Linked DNA regions of Rattus norvegicus: region 2 is linked to region 1. The links are chromatin contacts, called in public Hi-C maps. All regions are on one chromosome and are shown on one strand. The core of a region is the stretch at or near the end of the contact, and the rest is flanking DNA. Distances in the headings are between cores, read along the strand shown.

Evidence for each region. Hi-C and Micro-C count contacts between places; a contact is called where the count stands out from the background.
Region 2: a contact with region 1 is called in a Hi-C map of liver, with 3 times the contacts expected there. The contact joins two enhancer-like sites. A contact is called at or near these places in 4 of 12 Hi-C or Micro-C datasets (the A7r5 cell line, hepatocytes, kidney and 1 more).

The regions. Positions count from the first base shown.
Region 1 is chr20:47,056,197-47,060,285 of GRCr8, reverse strand. Armc2 (armadillo repeat containing 2) reads left to right here. Exons shown (of 18, transcript XM_574794.5): 5 at 1,478-1,667. Among named protein-coding and RNA genes, the nearest start is that of Armc2, 26 kb to the left of the region's middle. Within about 2 kb of position 2,390, at least 16 of the 93 cell types and tissues checked have an H3K27ac peak or open chromatin away from gene starts, as enhancers often do. A contact at or near this core is called in hepatocytes and liver, where this site is marked.
Region 2 is chr20:47,245,917-47,250,131 of GRCr8, reverse strand. No RefSeq gene overlaps it. Among named protein-coding and RNA genes, the nearest start is that of Trnas-aga, 42 kb to the right of the region's middle. Within about 2 kb of position 1,456, at least 24 of the 93 cell types and tissues checked have an H3K27ac peak or open chromatin away from gene starts, as enhancers often do. A contact at or near this core is called in hepatocytes and liver, where this site is marked.

The DNA.
Region 1 (4,089 bases), core at 1,141-3,640:
AGGGACTTTGTCGTCATTAGCTTTTGTATAATAGTTTCTAAATAAATACAGAAAAACTTGAAAATATTTTTCTACACGAGGTTCACTTCATCCAAAACCCCATCTGCGTGGGGGGACATTTATCCCCTCTTCCCTTTTGACACAGGCCCTGGCTAGTGGCAGATGACAAGCTACCCAGGTGTCCCTTTGCTGATAGGAAAATTGTATTTTCAGTATAAGAATCTGGTATGCCAGGCTGGAGAGATGGCTCAACAGCTAAGAGCTCTGACTGTTCTTCCAGAGGTCCTGAGTTCAATTCCCAGCAGCCACATGGTGGCTCACAACCCCCTGTAATGGGATCTGATGCCCTCTTCTGGTGTGTCTGAAGTCAGCAACAGTGTACTCACAGATATAAAATAAATAAATAACTCTTTTTAAAAAAAAAAAATGATCTGACATGCCTAAACTCAGCATGTGTTTCATTTTGGGGATGCTCTGGGATCTTGCCAGACTGCCTGGCCCTCTTTAGGAACCCTTGTTCCCAATGGGTCATGTTGTTACTGTGGTGACCCTCTGACCAGCAGACCTCCTCCAGGACCTCGGTCTAGCTCTTCCCCCAACACCGTAGGCACACGCCTGCTTCAGTGTCTCTGTACCAGGGCCTACAGAGTCTCTGTGCCTACGCCGCTCTGAACTTGTCCAGTGTTCTCTTTGCTTGCTCTATGTTCCTCCACCCCCTCCACCTCCTCCACCCCCTCTACACCCTCCACCCCCTCCACCCCTTCCACTCTCTCCACCTCCTCCATTCCCTCCATTCCCTCCACCCCCCTCCACCCCCGTTGAAACTGCTTTCTGTCTCCCTCGAAATCCCCTCCATTATTTTCCACTTCTACTGGTTTTGGTCCGTTCTTATTGAAACATTCTGTGTACTTATAAAAATACCTATGTAAGCCCTGTAAATAAGGAAATCTCGTGTCACTGACATATCCGTTATACTTGACACTATAAATTCTATTACTTTGTTGTTTTTTTTTTAAACACTAAATCTCATGTATCCTGGGCTAGCCTGGAACTTGTTATGTAGTAAAGGCTAACCCTGAACCCCTTAACCTCCCTCTACTTCCAAGTTGGTTGGGATTACACGTGTCTGTCTTCACAGTCAGCCGTGAGTTATTTGTAAGTAGAAGAATAGTCTCATTATCTTTAGGAAGAATTATTATCACGGAACCCAGGAGTTCTTAGGCAGGGTAGGTAGTTCATAAACCTATGATCCTGTGTCTTCCCTCAGGTTGACTCCAAGCCAATAGTTAATATCCTATCCATTTTTTTTTATTCACATAAATGATGGCGCCAAGCCCAAAACTGTAGTTGAGTTGAATTATGAACAGAGAGGGGTTGGCCATAAAAATCTCCATTCTTGATTACAAGTAAAAACTTTTATACAAATGTATAGATCGCAAACAAAACATCAAAACTAATAATCTCCTTGCCGTTTCAGCGAAGACCCCGGTGGAGTCCAGAGACACTGTTAGCGTGGGGAGTGCCACAGCAAAAAGGAATGGGGCTCATTTAACAGCATCAAGTGCCACCCGCCATTTAAAGAACCCCCCACTTCTTCCCTGCGACCAGGGCTTCAGAGAAACCACAGAGCAGGAAGCGTCCCTACAGCCTCAGCTCGGAAGCAGAGGGTCAGTATTCTCTGTTGTGGAGTTTTGGGTCGGGGTAACCATTGTCTCTCACCGGTTCTCCGTGTTAAGCAGAAGACTGTTTTGCTCTTACCCCTCTCCTAGGAGCATGGTTTTAAGTCAATGCACAATAGGAGGATTTTTCTTCTCCCCATGGTTGGTGGGGGGAGGGAGGGTTGGTTTTCCATCATTCCCTGTTGTGTCCTTAGAAACCCTGCAGGACAGCTGTAACAATGTACCACAGGGCTGTCAGATAAAGATGTGACTGGATGGCTTAGCCTCAGCCCCGAGTGACTGCTGAGGGGGCCGTCTGTTTGGGTGTTATCTGGGGTTCCTGATGGGGCTGGAGATTACTGTGACCACCTTTGCTTTAGTTCACTGTTGTAAACTCCACAAGCGTGGACACTTGTGCTACTCTCCAGTAAACACTTGGTTTAAATATTTGCTGTGCTATCTAGTAACTGTAACAGGAGCATCCTGTGGAGTCTTTGTCCCGCATACATGAATGGTTGGGAATTATTTTATGCATCCTTCTTATATAAGGCTCTCCAGGAGCACTTTGTTACCACACGCAGAGTTTATGGAGACAAAAAGCGCATTGCATGGGGGTCCACGTTATTTCTTAACCTGAAACTTTACTAAAACCTTAAATCTAGAGGTTGGAGCATCAGACAGAGCAGAGAGAATAGGCTGTGTTTCCCGGTCCTGCACAGGACCGATGCTAAGATAAGGAGGGTCACTCAGTTACAGATCTTTTTTTTTCTAGAACTTTCCATTGGGTCATCATGGACAGCTGCCCAGTTCAAATTTGTTTAACAAGATTAAATTCCACAGGCCATTTTAGGACCCAAGTCCTTGCTGCTCTCATTTTAGCTTGTGGAATCTGACGTTGACTCTTCCACACGGACCACCAGCAACCCCCCACCCCCACCCCACCCCCATCCCCAGAGTGGCCACTGTCAACTTGTTAGTTTAGCAGAAATGACCTTGTCTGCTGACACAGCCCAAAGAGTGTCGCAGGGAGAATTTATATTGGGTGACCCAGAAGTCCTTGGGATGCTGCTCTGCGTTTAGAACATTTTTCAAATCAAGGGAAAGATGACGTTAGTGCCTTAACGGGAGAGAGAACACAGGCCCTTGCAGCCGCCTTTCCCAACTGGTGAGAAGGTACAGGCTATGGGGCTCATCACCCCAGCATGAAAGGCAGCAGGGCTTGCGCTCCCCTCCCCGCCCCCTGCCGCAGGAAAAGAGAGCATTTATCCCGCAGCAACCATCCTTATGGTAATGCAAACTGACTAGGTACAAACAGACAAGAGCCAAACCCCATTGTTTATTTATTTCCATGAAACTTTGGAAGTTGCGAAACAATCACACACGCCAGGGTTCATTATGCCCCTGTCTTTCTGGGACAGCGGGGCGTTTTAGTGACATACTTTACCCCACAAACAGCAAAGGACAAACCCATTAGGAGGATGGTCAGCCGCTTCCTCAGGCCTGTTCCAAATGCCCAGGCTTCTTCGGCAGGGCCTCTAATCATCTTCCCTTTGTCCCATGGGATGGCTGTGTGGAGTTTGGAGTTTGTTCTCAGTAATGTTTCTGGGCTCTGAATCAGTCCCTGCCTCCTTCCAGCACGGGGTGGAATTTTCTGAAGACGTGCCAACAGAAAAGTTTATGTGGTGGGATTAAAACAAACGAGAAAATGGAAACTCTTAGCCATTCTCTCATTAATTACATTTGTGAATCAGTCAGGGACACTCAATAATCATTTCTGGTAAACATTTAAGTGACTGTAATTCCAAGAAACGGCCGTCGCTAAGCAGGGAAGTAGTCCCACATTTGCTGGGTTCATCCTTCCCTCAGTTAGCAGGGTTTTTTGTTTTTATCCTAATCCTGAGACTGTAAAGTGGAAAAGGGAAGATTCTTGTCAGTGAGATGTGCTGCTGGCAGGAGACGAGCTGAGCGGAGGCTGAGGAGGAGCCTGAGGAGGAGGAGGGGGAGCTGATGGATGGGACAGCAAAGGACGACTCTGGCTCCCCAGGCGGGGTCCTGCGGGCTTCTCAGGCTGGGGAGAGGAAAGAACATATGTTTCAGAAAACCTGCGTTGATTTGTGTGCCTTTATTTTAAAATATGGGTAATTCAGACATTTGGGAAGCTCTGGAGTTTAGCTTTATACTTTTTAGAGAAAAAATATTTTGCTAAGCAAGGTAGCATCAGACATGCAGAGAAGCGGCTCCCAGGCGCTCAGGGGGCGTGGTCTTCAGCTGTGTGCTGGTTACTGCAATCTCTGCGTGCCCACCAGAAGTTCACGGGCACAGGCGCCTTGGAGGGCCTGTTCCTCCCTCACCCACACTCCATCATCTCTTCCTTTTCTTTCCGTGGGGACTGCAAACAGTAGAGCTGGCTTTTTGTAAAAGTTTGCGTGCC
Region 2 (4,215 bases), core at 207-2,706, 190 kb before region 1:
ACTCGGCGCCTGTCTTGGATTGCTGTAAGTTAGGCTAAAGGGGCCGAACTGAAGTGTTCAGGCCCAGCCCTGAATGAGTCCCTGAGTGCCACGGACGAGTGGAACACAGTAGAATGAGAGCCGGGCCAGCAGAAGTCACTAACCAAACAGGGCTTTCTAGCTGGCAGCATAACTCAGGTGACCTGGGGAGGCTAATTCGGGCCCAGGAGAGAGTGAGGAAGGGGCATATTTGGGACGTCGTGTGCTTCAAGCAGCAGAAACCCCAGCAAGAAAAGTGGGTTGCCGAAATGTCCAGACCAAGGCGCTTCGCCCTTTCAATAGAGTGGGAATGGGCCGGGTGGAGACCTGAGCCAAGCTGGTCTTTAGAAATGCCAGGCCTAGGATGTACTCTGGCAGGACATAGGAAGGGGTTGAAATAAGACGCCAGAACAACATGGCACCCAGAGAACTACTGTTTCTGTGGCCCGTCAAAGTAGTGGAGGAAGTGGCCTCAGGTCTCAGATGCCCGCACTGTCAATCTCACATCCCTCTTTCTAGCCAAGGTGAGCAGCTGTGACCTAGACTTTAGGAGACCCATTGCAATGGCTGAGTCTGGGGAAGGAAGGCAAGAGGGTTTTGCTGTCAGTAATTCACTTTATATACGGTTGTAACTTGTGGAAGGAGTGTATTATTTCTCATATGAAGATAGTTTTAAAGGCAGGGTGGTAGAGTGGCTTTGACTCCTAAGACTGGATCAGATAATACAATGGGAGAAGGGTGTTGGGGACTAGAAGCAGGAGGTAATGAGGTCACCACACTGCTTAAGTGCTATGTGACCTCCAAACGGCAGGTACAGTGGCAACATTGTCCTCATAGCCTCAACTTCTCCCTGCTAACATCTTAGAAGCCATAATCGGGAAGTGCCTGACCCAAACAAAGGAATATTATACAGCTATTAAAACAATAATCATTAAAAAATGCATGGGAAAATACAGAGAAAACGCTCATATCAAAGACACCTGCGGGGTTGGGGATTTAGCTAAGTGGTAGAGCACTTGCCTGGGAAGCGCAAGGCCCTGGGTTCGGTCCCCAGCTCCGGAAAAAAAAAAAAAGACACCTGCAAATGCACTTTTATAATTTTACATACTTAGATAAGAAAATGAGAAATGCGGGTTTCAAGTGGTTTATACTCATATAAAACCAGCTAGGGGAAAATAATGCAAGGTAAAATATAAAAATAGAAATCACTCCTGCCCTAGATGCTCCTAGACGCCACACCTGGCAGGAGTCTGCTGTATTGCTACATCGTAATTGACTTAACCCAGACTCCCCTGCCGGCAGAGTGACACTGAGTTACCTCCAACCAGCTGTTGTTCCCAGCAACACTGCAACAGTCTTATCCCTGTGTTGACTCATACATGTCCCAGGAGTTCTGGAGGACCATCGCCCAAATATTGAATTGCTGAACCAAAAGAAACATGCATGGGTAATTTTGGCAGAAGTTGGCCCAGCTGACGTCCAATGGACCAACCAGTTCACAACACACCGACAATGAGAGTCTCTTCTCACCAACGTAATGTGAGTATTTTAAAAGGAGAGTTACAAAGGTGTTTCCCTCTGTACGGGGAAACCTCTAAGTCCGCACCTAAGGTAAGGTAAGGGTCAAGTGGGCATCAAAGGACAAGCGTGGATAAGGGTGGAAGAGTCAAGAGACATTCCAGTGTCGCCTAGAGCAATCGGGTTGTCACATGCCACACAAGGAAGTCTCTGGCTGGCAACCTGTCCATCCGGTCTGGCTCCAGTCTCCTCCCCCTCGCCCCATCAGCTTGGACTGCATGGCCTCAGGGCGAGCAGCCTAACCTCACAGCTGTGCTTCCTCATCTCCCAGAATTCCAGAAGGACACCATCACCCCAGAAGAAACGTCTGGTCTCCTTGGCTCCAAACCGCACATGCAGACCTATTCACAGTGAGATTGCACAAGCACATGGAAGATTACTCTGCTGTGCTTGAGATTTGAGCACTCCTCTGGGGGAGGGGAGGGCTATCTGCCAGCCTTCAGAGCCAGCCTGTTTCCAAAGGCTCAGCAAGATATTCCCAAGGCTGGGAACTCTCCGGCGCCCACTGGTTCCTGTTCCCAATAGGCAGAGACATTGCACCTCCGAAGGAGAAATTCTAACACCTGCTCACTGCCTACCCTGCAGACTGGCAACACAGACAGGGACCTGCCTTACACAAGAAGCTGGAGTAGGGACAAGCCACACACACCTCTGTGGACTGCACGGCCAGAGTCAGCAGAGAGGTCTGCCTTGAAATAGGAGCCACTGGAACCTGGCCCTACCAGACCCCAGCCATAATGCTAGTTAACGTCCTTGCCGAGATAGAAGCGAGGCCACAGATAACATGAGGGTGCCCAGAAGTCTGTCTACCCGGGGGCTGGAGAGATGGCTCAGTGGTTAAGAGCACTGACTGCTCTTCCAGAGGTCCTGAGTTCAAATCCCAGCAACCACATGGTGGCTCACAACCATCTGTAATGAGATCTGATGCCCTCTTCTGGTGTGTCTGAAGACAGCTACAGTATACTTATATATAATGAATAAATAAATCTAAAAAAAAAAAAAAAAAAAGAAGAAGTCTGTCTACCCTTCCAGCAAGCTCTGAGTAAACCCTTCTTCCAGGTGTCATATCTGCAGACCCTCTCTCCATGCATGATTGATGTTTACTCTATAAAGGGGGCTGGAGAGATAGCTGGGCAGTTAAGAGCACTGGCTGCTTTTCCAGAAGACTGGGGTTCAATCCCCAACATCCACATGGCAGCTCACAACTCCAGTTCCAGGCGATCCAACACCCTCACACAGACACACATGCAGGCAAAACACCAACCAATGCTCATAAGATTAAAAAATGAATGTTACATTTTAGAAGCATACAGCAAAATGAATCAAATATAAGGAATCCATTAGAATCGTTTGTTTGAGAGGTGGCCAGTTTTAAGTCCTGCTCTCCTTTCTCTTGATGATGTCTAGGCTGTGGTGAGAGCCACACTCAACAGTTGGCTTCCTCCATGCCATGGACCAAAGAATCATAGTCAAGGCCTAAGAGACTTAAGTGTCCTGGGAAAGAACGTCAAATGACGTATGTCTTCTTCTGGTTCTGCCCACCAGAACCATGTTCCCTGAGTATGCTGGGTAATTTTATGTCACCTTGACACAAGCTGGGGTCACTGGAAACGAGGAAGCCTCACTTGAGAAAAAAAAAAAAAGCCTCCATAAGATTGGGCTGCAGGCAAGCCTGTAGGGAATGTTAATTAGTGATTAGGGCGGGCGGCCCAGCCCACTGTGGGTGGGGCCACCCGAGGGCAGGTGGTCCTGGGTGCTGTAAGAAAAGTAGGCTGAGCGAGCTGTATCAGTCAGGGCTGTCTAGAGTCGCAGAAGGTATGGAATGCCTCTATATATTGAAGGGATTTACTGGGATGACTTACAGTCTTCGGACCGGCTAACCCAACAGTGGGCAGCTGTTCCCAACAACCGGAGGTCCGAGATCCTAGTAGGTGCTCAGTTCCGTGAGGATAGGTGTTTCAGCCGGCCTTCTGTATAAGCTGGAATCCTGACGAAATAGATTCCATCTTACTTCAGGTAAGTGAGGGCCAGCAGGCAAAGAAGAGAGCCTCCCATTGTCCTTATGCAGGCCACCAGCAGAAGATACGTCCTAGATTAAAGGTGTGTGTCCACACCCGGACCTGAGGTGTTCCTCAGCTCTAACTTGCTCTGCCCCAGATTGGACTTGAACTAAGAGATCTGCGTGGCTCATCTCCTGGGAATGCCTGTGTCCTCCAGCCTCAAGATCTGGATCCCACGTGTGCCTCCCTTCCCCACCAGGATTGTAGTTCATTCCAGATACAGCAAGGTTGACAGTTGGCAATAGCCACCACACAAGCCACGAGGAAGAAGCTGTGAGCAGCATTCCTCTGTGGCCTCCCGGTGCCTGCCCTGTTTGAGTTTGTGTTCTGATTTCCTTCCGTGATGATCTTGCGAGTAAGAAAGCCAAACAAACCCTTTTCTCCCCGGGTTGCTTTGATCCTGGTGTTTCGTCATGGCACTGGTGACACGAAGACACCGGGTAAATTATTTCAACGTCCTCGGGAGTGAGTTTCCCCACCTGCAGAGTCTACTCTGGGAACATTTCTTACCTTGCAAGGTGGTCGTTGCAAGCCACCAATGGACCATCAGCTGTGTGTC